Linked DNA regions of Mus musculus: all the other regions are linked to region 3. Evidence: chromatin contacts called from public HiChIP or PLAC-seq data. All regions are on one chromosome and are shown on one strand. The core of a region is the stretch at or near the end of the contact, and the rest is flanking DNA. Distances in the headings are between cores, read along the strand shown.

Region 1 (2,710 bases), core at 139-2,638, 79 kb before region 3:
TGAACACATGCTGCAACTATGAAGGAATGAATCCTAAGATATCTGCCATCTAATACCTTAAACTTAAAGCTTAGAGGCAACACTATAAACACTATAATCTCATTTGTACCAAAAAAAAAGAAGAAAGAAAAAGAAAGAAAGAGGAAGAAAGAACAAACTAGGTGCAACGGACAAACGGCCACACCTTTGAGTTAAGAATTTGGGAGGCGGGCTGGTGAGATGGCTCAGCAGGTAAGAGCACCCGACTGCTCTTCCAAAGGTCCTGAGTTCAAATCCCAGCAACCACATGGTGGCTCACAACCATCCGTAATGAGATCTGACTCCCTCTTCTGGTATGTCTGAAGACAGCTACAGTGTACTTACATATAATAAATAAATAAATCTTAAAAAAAAAAAAAAAGAATTTGGGAGGCAGAAGCAGGTGGATCTCTTGAGTTCAAAATCAGAGCGGTCTACATAGTAAGTTCCAGGACAGTCAGTGCTACATAGTGAGATTGGAGGGTTGGGGGTGAGGGGGGGGGACGACGGGGGGGGGGGGACGGACAGACATCGGGAAGACTGGCTACCTAATGCAGATTTATCTTTGGTGGTAATACAATGGTGGATTTTGCTCTCCTGCCCCACTTTTCAGTTAATACTCACTAACCTACCAATTCCTGTTGTCACCACTGTCTTCCAGGTGAGGATACCGGCCTTAGCAAGGTGCTAAACTAAGGATAACAATGTCAGATGTCCGACTCCATAGACAGCCCTAACTGCCACATGTTGTGACTTTCCGTGCTAAATTTGTATTGTTGGGTACAATATGTTGCCTCAACCCCCGCTCCACCAAAATTACTGCTTCCAAGTCAGGCTTGTCGCTGAGGTAACACTGAAAGAGATGACCAACCCCACTGTCCATTCAGAGGGTTGTAAGAAGGGCCCTGCAACCAGCCCTCCCCAGTTCTCCCTCCCTAGGAAGGCTCAAGAATCTTGAGTTTCAGGATAAGGGTCCAAAAGTTCCGAACGCCATAGATCAAAAGAGGGAATCAGGAACTGACAAAGGTGCAGCCAAGATGCCGGGAGTCAGAAGCGTGAGGCTCGCAAAGGAGGGAACTAGTATGGATGCTCCGATGTGTCCCGGGTAACTCGGGGACTTAGATACAACGGGACAGGAGGCCTGGGTTCCGGGACAGCGGGCCACGTGCAGAGAGCTCTGCAGCCGCCTCCTGAGGCCTTGGGACCCCCAAATCCTCACGTACCGCATGAAGCCTGTGTCCGTGGTGATCGTGTCCCCCGGCACCACCAAGTGTTTCTTAGAGTCGCGGCCCAAGCTCTCACTGAGAGGTTTGCGAGCTTTAGGGAGCCTCATCTCCAACGCCATCTTGGCGCCAATGACTTGCGCAGGCGCAGCTCTACACCGCTCCTCAACTCCCGCCTTCCTTCAGAGAAGCGACCAATGGGAATGGATAGTGTGGCAGCCATGTTGAGTATTGGCAATATTAAGTTAACTCGTGGAAGTGAGGGCACCAAGCTGCCATGTTTACTATTGGCAAGAAAGCACCTGCGGAATGATGAATTCTCATGTCGTAAGGGAATATGACATTAGTTTGGTTTGGTGTTTGGATGTCAGTTTTGTGTTTGTTTTAGAGGAACGACCCCGTGTAGGGCTAGCCTCAAACTCTGTATAGTTGAGGATAACCTTGCTGAGGTCCAGATGTTCATGCCTCCACCTCCCAAATGCTGCGATTACGTGAGTTTGTGTAGGTTGTGGGTTTGGTGGTGGTGGTAGTGGTAGTGGTAGTGGTAGTGGTAGTGGTAGTGGTAGTGGTAGTGGTAGTGGTAGTGGTAGTGGTAGTGGTAGTGGTAGTGGTAGTGGTAGTGGTGTTTGATGCCCAAGAGGACAAAAGAGGATGTTGGAGTCCCTGTAACTGGAATTATAGAAGTTTGTGAGCCATTATGTGGGTGCTGGGAAACGAAACCAAGTCCTCTGGAAATGTGGCCAGTACTCTCAACCTCTGAACCACCTCTCCATTCCAGGTGTAGGATTTTTTAAAGACAGTGCCTCATGTCATCCAGGTTGGTCTCAAACTAGCTGTGTAACCCAGGGTATCCTTGAACTCCTCCTCCTCCACCTCCCAGGAGCTGGGATTACAGGTGTAAGCTGCCATACCAAACTGTATGAGTTTTTACCCAAACTGTTCCATTTCATCATTTTATTTATTGTTGGCAAGTCTAGAGATTGAGAAATGAACCTTGGCATCCAACTCAAAACCACTATAATCTAATATTTTGTAGACTATAGATTTAGGACCGGGATTTACAGGAAACACCATCTGAGGAGAAGCTAGAACCCTCTGAATACTGCTCCTCGTGGGCCTTGTCTTCTAGCCCCTTAGGTGCTGTCCTCACCTACTGCCCTATGGCTCTAATGTGCTTTAGTAAGGACCTCTTCTGAGTGATGACATGTGTCTGCTGAAAGATGACTGTTGTAAACAGTCATGTGACAAGCAAGTCTGTAGGGAGGCATAAATGTAACTTTTATTTTCCTGTTGTAATTGTTGACTGGGAGGTTTACTGTCTTTGTTTGCTAACCTAGGTCTAGTTCTGGAAGCTTCTAGACTCTGTACAGTCTTATCTAGGCCTAAAATGTTTTCAGCCTCTGAATTGCTGCTGAATAAGCTCCCCCTTTCTAGTTCTTTCTGAGCTCTGGCTGGCTGATTCAACTCAG
Region 2 (2,806 bases), core at 18-2,517, 120 kb after region 3:
GGAGAGGGTAGGGGGAGTTTGAAATGGAGGCTATTCCAGTCTCTGCCCAGCCCAGCTCTTAGGTTTCTCCACTGTCTTCTTCCTTCTGAAAGCCTTGTCTGGGGCGGGGGAGGGGGTGGAGGAGTGGGGGAGTAGGTGGCTGGGGAGGGTTGCGGGGGGGGGGGGGGGACGGGACCCTGTCTTTTCAGGTCTTCATCCCAGACCCAGTGAGCAAGTGGGCAGACCCTGGCCACAGTTCTCAAAACAGCTCACTGAACTTGAACTCTTGGACAGCAAGAGTTCTGAGTCCAGGCACAAGGCTGGCAGCCCTGGAGCTGGGAGGCTGACGTCAGGGGTCACCTGCCAGGTGGAGGAGCCGCAAAGCGAGGGATCAAAGGAAGGGTTTTCCTACTCTACCCCTGGGGAAAGGGCAGGTCTGCTCCTGCCAGCTGCACTTGCAGACAGCCTGACAGACCCACTTCACAGAGGGGAATACTGAGAGCGCGGTTAGTTCTCCTGGAGAAGATTTCCCTCGATTTCTCGGTTAGCCTGCCTTCCAGAGAAGGGCCCAAGCCGTTAACAAGCCAGAAACAGACATTTCCTGCGAAGGGGCTCCTCCCAAAGAGCCAGCCAGCTAGCAGGAAACCTGTCTAGAAGCCCCACCCAGACTGAGCCTGGCATTGCACCCTACGGAGAAGAGAAACCAGTCACAGCCTAGGAAGGACCCGGGACGGGTAGGCAGGGTTCGCGTGTCCACCAGAGCAGGGTACTGTCACACTCAGGAGAAAGGCACACGCCCAAGCCCCTAAGGGCAAAGAGGGGCTGGACCTTTTGCTTACTTTGAGAAACAAGCCTGAACATAGATCGGCGAATCTGATCCAGGGAGAGGGATTCGGAAGCCCCCAACCCTCTGGACTCTCCGGGACTCTACTTGGAGCCTTCGCAGCACACAGAGGATCGTGAAAAACCAGAGGGGGACCTCCATAGTCCTCCTGCTCCGGAGACCTTGGGACCCGTTCTCCTACATGGGTTCCCTAGGCAGGAGGAACGTGTGCGTCACAGCGCCCCGGACATCAGCCTCCTTCCTTCCACTAACTGCGCGGTCACTCGGGGGCTGCCCTGAGCCCACCCCCTGCAGCTGCTCGCTCCCTCTGGGATTCCTTGGTCATGAGACCCTGGATAGAGAGTGGGGACCAAGAAGGGCCCGGAACTTCTTACCAGTGAGCCCAGGCGGCAGTGGCAGACGGCGGAGCAGGGCTGAGAGAGGCGCGCATCCAGGGTTATAAGCACAGGGCCTGGGGGGGGCAGGAACCTGGGACACGTGGGGACGGGCGCGAGAAAGGCCCCGCCCTCGGGCCCGGCCCCCGCTCCGAGCCTCTCAGGGCTCGAGGCCACCTGCGGGTGGGCGTGGCCCCGCGCTCTCTCCCGCTGGCCCCTCCCTCTTCCCTTGGCGCCCGCACCACCTCCCGGGGGCGCACGGGCGTGGGCTCTTGCAATTTAGGTCCCCTGATCCTGACCCGCTGGTGGCGCCTGGGAGGGCGGCAGAGGTTGGAACCCGCGTGACTAGCAAGGCTGATCGCAGCTGTCTTGCAAGAACCCTTGAAAGCGCTGCAAGGCGGGAGTGAAGATGCAAATTGCTTAGGTTCAGAGGCTGTGTAGCCCCACTCGATTTAAAGACTGAAGCATCTGCCCCTCAGAGGCTCTTGCTTTCCCTGATGCTAGCCCACAAGCCAGAGCTAAGGGTTCACAAGAAAATGCAAACGAGTTGGCCAAGGATGGCTGGGGATGCCATTTTAACGTCCTGGCCTGGCACCTGCCCAGATCGCCGTGGGCTCCCAGTAAATGGTGAATCAAAGCCTGGCTGTCTGCTGAGCCATCAGAAGATGGGGAAGGTTGAGGTTCACAGAGGTGAAGCTGCTGGCTTGTAAAGTGAACCCGGGGGTTGTGGCCCACATGAGCCAGAAAGCCGTGCCAGAGGCTTCCCAGCCTGGCCTGAGCCCTGCAACACACAGGACAGCCCCTGCCCCAGTGAACCTCAACACCCAGGATTACGGCAAGATCATATCCCCCAGGCAGGCCTAGATTCCAAGCCTCAGACGGCTCCATGCCCATGTTTTACCCAGCTTTCCTTACTACTGCCTTGCCCTGAGACTCTGGGTGCCCTCTGGGGTCCAGCCAAGCCCCTTACTCGGTCTCCTGATTTTTGTTCAAGGTCAGAAACAGCAGCTGTGGGGGCTTCTAGGAGGGAGAAGGTGCCAGACACATTTACAAACTTTAGCTGCAGGATTCTTTTGTGCTCCTGGCCCTGTCCTCCAAGCTAAACGTAGCCCATGCTGGTTAGAAACTCCAGAGAGCCAGGTGGGGACGGACGTCCAGGGGACAGCCTGAGGCATCTCTCTGCTAAGTGACACTAGAACAGCTGACCTTCGGGCGTCACTGGACCAGCTCTGGACCTTCCTCACAGACAGGAGACTAGTGAGGTCAATGAAAAGAACATGCCAGCAACTTTTGAGCCACTTTGAGGCCATTGGTCCCCATTTGCTGACTCGGCTTCTTAGGGCTGGCCCAGAAGCTTTCCATCTTACCTTTATGAAATATATGCACAGAGAGAGGGTGCATCTTTCCCAAGGCCACACAGCATGCCCAGAGCATAGCAGAATTTGGGCCCCGAAGCCCAAAAGCCTCTGCTCTAACTCAGGTTTGAACTGAACTGGTTCAGGCAGGAATCACGAACAGGGGGAACCTTTACCCCCTACTACAGAAATGACTCCAGCCCAGAGGACTGACACATAGGCAGGGGGATAGAGGGGCCAGTACTGCCAGCAGT
Region 3 (2,829 bases), core at 9-2,508:
AAACAAACAAAACAATGAAACAAGAAATTCAGGCTAAACCTTCCAACTTAACTGACTGTTGGTGATGTTAACAGACCCAGCATTTTATGTACAACAGGGAGGGAGCAGCTATGTCACTTGCAGCACAGGTTAAGGACATCAACTGACAGTTAACATTCTCTGCAGAAGAGAAGACCACAGTCCCCGGAGCACTTTCCCCTTTCCTGTGGGTGATGCTATGACCAGATACTCTTATCTTACAGATGGGCCTTTTTAAAGCCTAGGGTCTTTGTATCTAAATCCTCAACTTAATGGAGGGCTATGGGGGAAAAGAGAAGCTGAGAAGAAACTAGGCACTTAGCCAAGATTCTCCCAACAAATCCTCAATCCCAGGCACATCTTGCTTTCGAAGCCCCCAACACTCTGTTCACCCAAGAATGCATTCTTCTCCTGTGAAGAGGCTGAAGATCTGAGTACTGGAAGATCCACAGAACCAGCAGGACAATGCCGTCCCTCCTTTCAAATCTAATCTACAGTGGAAGAGAGCAACTCCTCTATTGTCAGAGTCTCTTGAGGCTCTACAGGGGCTGGTTTAGTGCCTCGGATCAGTCTGTTCCTCTGGCCTGCACTGTTCTGGAGAGGGCTGCAGGAACCATGGATCTTAAGAAAATCTAGCCCCTGGCTTCCCACACTTCCAACCTCTGACTTGCTAACACTCCAGTGCAGATGGTGGATCAATAAACAATTAGAAATGATCAATAAATAATAAAACATAACCCACTGCTTACCTTTGATGTACCAAGGCCCCTAACTGGTTACCTACTGTGGCAAAGAGAAAGAGAAAAGAAAAATCAAAGCATTAGCACGGATAAACTAACTCCATCCTTACCCACATTCTTACTGTTCAGGGGGTGGGAGGGAGGCAGAAAGAAAGCAAACAGTAATTTAGGCTCAGTGGCTGAAATGAATGCGTTATGTGATATGAAACAGGAGGGGACATCTTGCTCAACAGCCTCTAACCCAGTGTCCAGCTGAACGAAGGATAAGAAATTGATCTGTATGTCCACATGCTGAGAGCCTACGAGGGAAGCCTGTCTGTCTAAATCCTGCTCTCTCCCTCTTGCCCGGCATCCAAACCCAACGAAGATACTCAGGACGCTCCTGCTCTTTTAAAACCAAATGAGCAGATTTACCTCCATGGAAGCACAGTTGAAGACTGCTCCAAGGCAGCTGTAGTTACAAAGAACATGCACATATGTCCCTGTTTTGTCATCCCTTACCCCACCCAGAACAATTCAGAGAAGACCAGGCTCCGCCCTCCTGCAGCAGCTTCTCTAGCCCATTTCACAGAGTTGAGTGGCAACAGCCTCTCACTATTAGAACAGACTCTGCAATCTCATTCCCAGAGCGGCTGTCAGACTCCCTGATCTGGTTTCTGTCTCTCAGCTATTGATGTGCTCCTCCTTCACCAGCCATCAGCAGAAATGGTTCTATGCTGCTTCTCTTCTGGAAAATGCAGTTCAAGAAATATAGTCAGCAGACAGAGGGAGATTATAAACCCAAACCAATAGTAAAGAACTGAACGGACCTTTCAAGATGCTAAAAAAGCATTCAAAAGTGTGTCTCTGGGGAAGCACACCAATATCTGGAAAGAGTGAAGGCTTAAGAGCTGCTGCGTCCTGTCCAGTTACCTGCCATCCTCTGAACACTGGAGGACTATAGAGAGACAAAGGAGTGCAATCCAGACCCTGATACTCCAAAAGGAGAAACAATACAGCAAAAGTAAACTACTAAGTTCACTGAAGCTATTGATCCAAGAAAAAACAAAAAACAAAAACCATATTCCATCTGGATCAATAGCAAGATGATGGTCTGCAGCCAAAGCACAGACGCTGGACACTGTTAGTCGCTTATCTCAGAGATAGAGTTGTTTTTTAATTGACTCTTAGAACTTTCTTTGCCCTTACCCAGTGCTGGATTCCCATTCGCATGAAATCTGGACACTCTCCAGATTAGGAAAGGAATCCCCATCATAGGCTTTTGCCCAAGAACTGTCCACTAAGGGGGACAAAACAACACACCAAAGAAAGGGGCAAGGGCAGAGGCTTGTGGGGCTGCACAGCTGTTCTACCCCTGTAAAGCCAGCCTCAGTTACATATACACAGATGTCAAGGGCAGCCTGGGCTATAATGAGAGCCCTACCTCAAAAGTTTAGCTTTCCAATTTCCATCAGAATCCCTCTACTAGAGGGTGAAGAGTCCACTGAATACAGAAGAACTAAACACTGCACGTGAATAAGGTCCTGAGAGCTACATGGCAGAGCAGGCTCAGAGACACTGCAGGCTGATGATCTTCAGTTATGACAGAAGCCACAGGAACACAGCAATGGGTGACTTGGTGACAAAGAACTGTGTAAGCCTCACTGGAATATTCCAGGGTTTCTGTTTAAACAGCATTCAGTGACAGCCTGTGCTCACAACTGAAATTCCTTTTTGTTGGCAAGGTACATGTCGTGGGCCTCACACCTGCTATTATTCTAACTGCTTCCCTGACACATGGAGGCATCACAAACACTAGAACCAAACCTGCACACACCACTACTCCCACATACACAGCCTTCAAGGGCCATGGCACCAAAGGAGAATACCAGATTCCACCAAGTAAGTGCTCAACCTCAGGTAAGCTGAGAAGCCCAAAATCCACCCTACCCCCTCTCGACACAAGCATAACACAGAACTGCATGTGTGGTTCCAATCATCTATCTTATTGGGCACCTAAAAAAAACCCCAAAATCAGCAATGAGAAAGGATGTTGGGCAATGTACATGGCAAATGGCATGTCTTTTCAGGT

Evidence for each region. HiChIP or PLAC-seq counts read pairs in DNA pulled down with a chosen protein or histone mark.
Region 1: a contact with region 3 is called in an H3K27ac HiChIP or PLAC-seq map of embryonic stem cells, with 7 read pairs. The contact joins the promoter of Exosc2 here to the enhancer-like site in region 3. A contact is called at or near these places in 14 of 39 promoter capture datasets (the 3T3-L1 cell line, HPC-7-derived erythroid cells, embryonic stem cells and 7 more), 9 of 484 Hi-C or Micro-C datasets (3T3-L1-derived adipocytes, the NIH/3T3 cell line, cerebellar granule neurons and 5 more), 6 of 115 datasets of contacts at active chromatin or transcription factors (all in embryonic stem cells) and 3 of 9 other capture datasets (adipose tissue, liver and pancreatic islet).
Region 2: an H3K27ac HiChIP or PLAC-seq map of embryonic stem cells shows a contact between it and region 3, with 6 read pairs. The contact joins the promoter of Ass1 here to the enhancer-like site in region 3. A contact is called at or near these places in 6 of 39 promoter capture datasets (the 3T3-L1 cell line, cranial neural crest, embryonic stem cells and 3 more), 18 of 484 Hi-C or Micro-C datasets (Sertoli cells, cerebellum, cerebral cortex and 6 more), 13 of 115 datasets of contacts at active chromatin or transcription factors (a beta-TC-6 cell line, cardiomyocytes, embryonic basal ganglia and 5 more) and 5 of 9 other capture datasets (adipose tissue, embryonic stem cells, embryonic tail and 2 more).

The regions. Positions count from the first base shown.
Region 1 is chr2:31,669,393-31,672,102 of GRCm38.p6, reverse strand. It overlaps Exosc2 (exosome component 2), which reads right to left and starts at 1,388. Exons shown (of 9, transcript NM_144886.3): 1 at 1,242-1,388. The coding sequence starts at 1,363.
Region 2 is chr2:31,468,731-31,471,536 of GRCm38.p6, reverse strand. It overlaps Ass1 (argininosuccinate synthetase 1), which reads right to left and starts at 1,267. Exons shown (of 16, transcript NM_007494.3): 1 at 1,198-1,267.
Region 3 is chr2:31,590,435-31,593,263 of GRCm38.p6, reverse strand. Fubp3 (far upstream element (FUSE) binding protein 3) reads right to left here. Exons shown (of 18, transcript NM_001033389.4): 3 at 768-801. Among named protein-coding and RNA genes, the nearest start is that of Fubp3, 19 kb to the right of the region's middle. Within about 2 kb of position 1,258, at least 17 of the 459 cell types and tissues checked have an H3K27ac peak or open chromatin away from gene starts, as enhancers often do. A contact at or near this core is called in embryonic stem cells and hippocampal neurons, where this site is marked.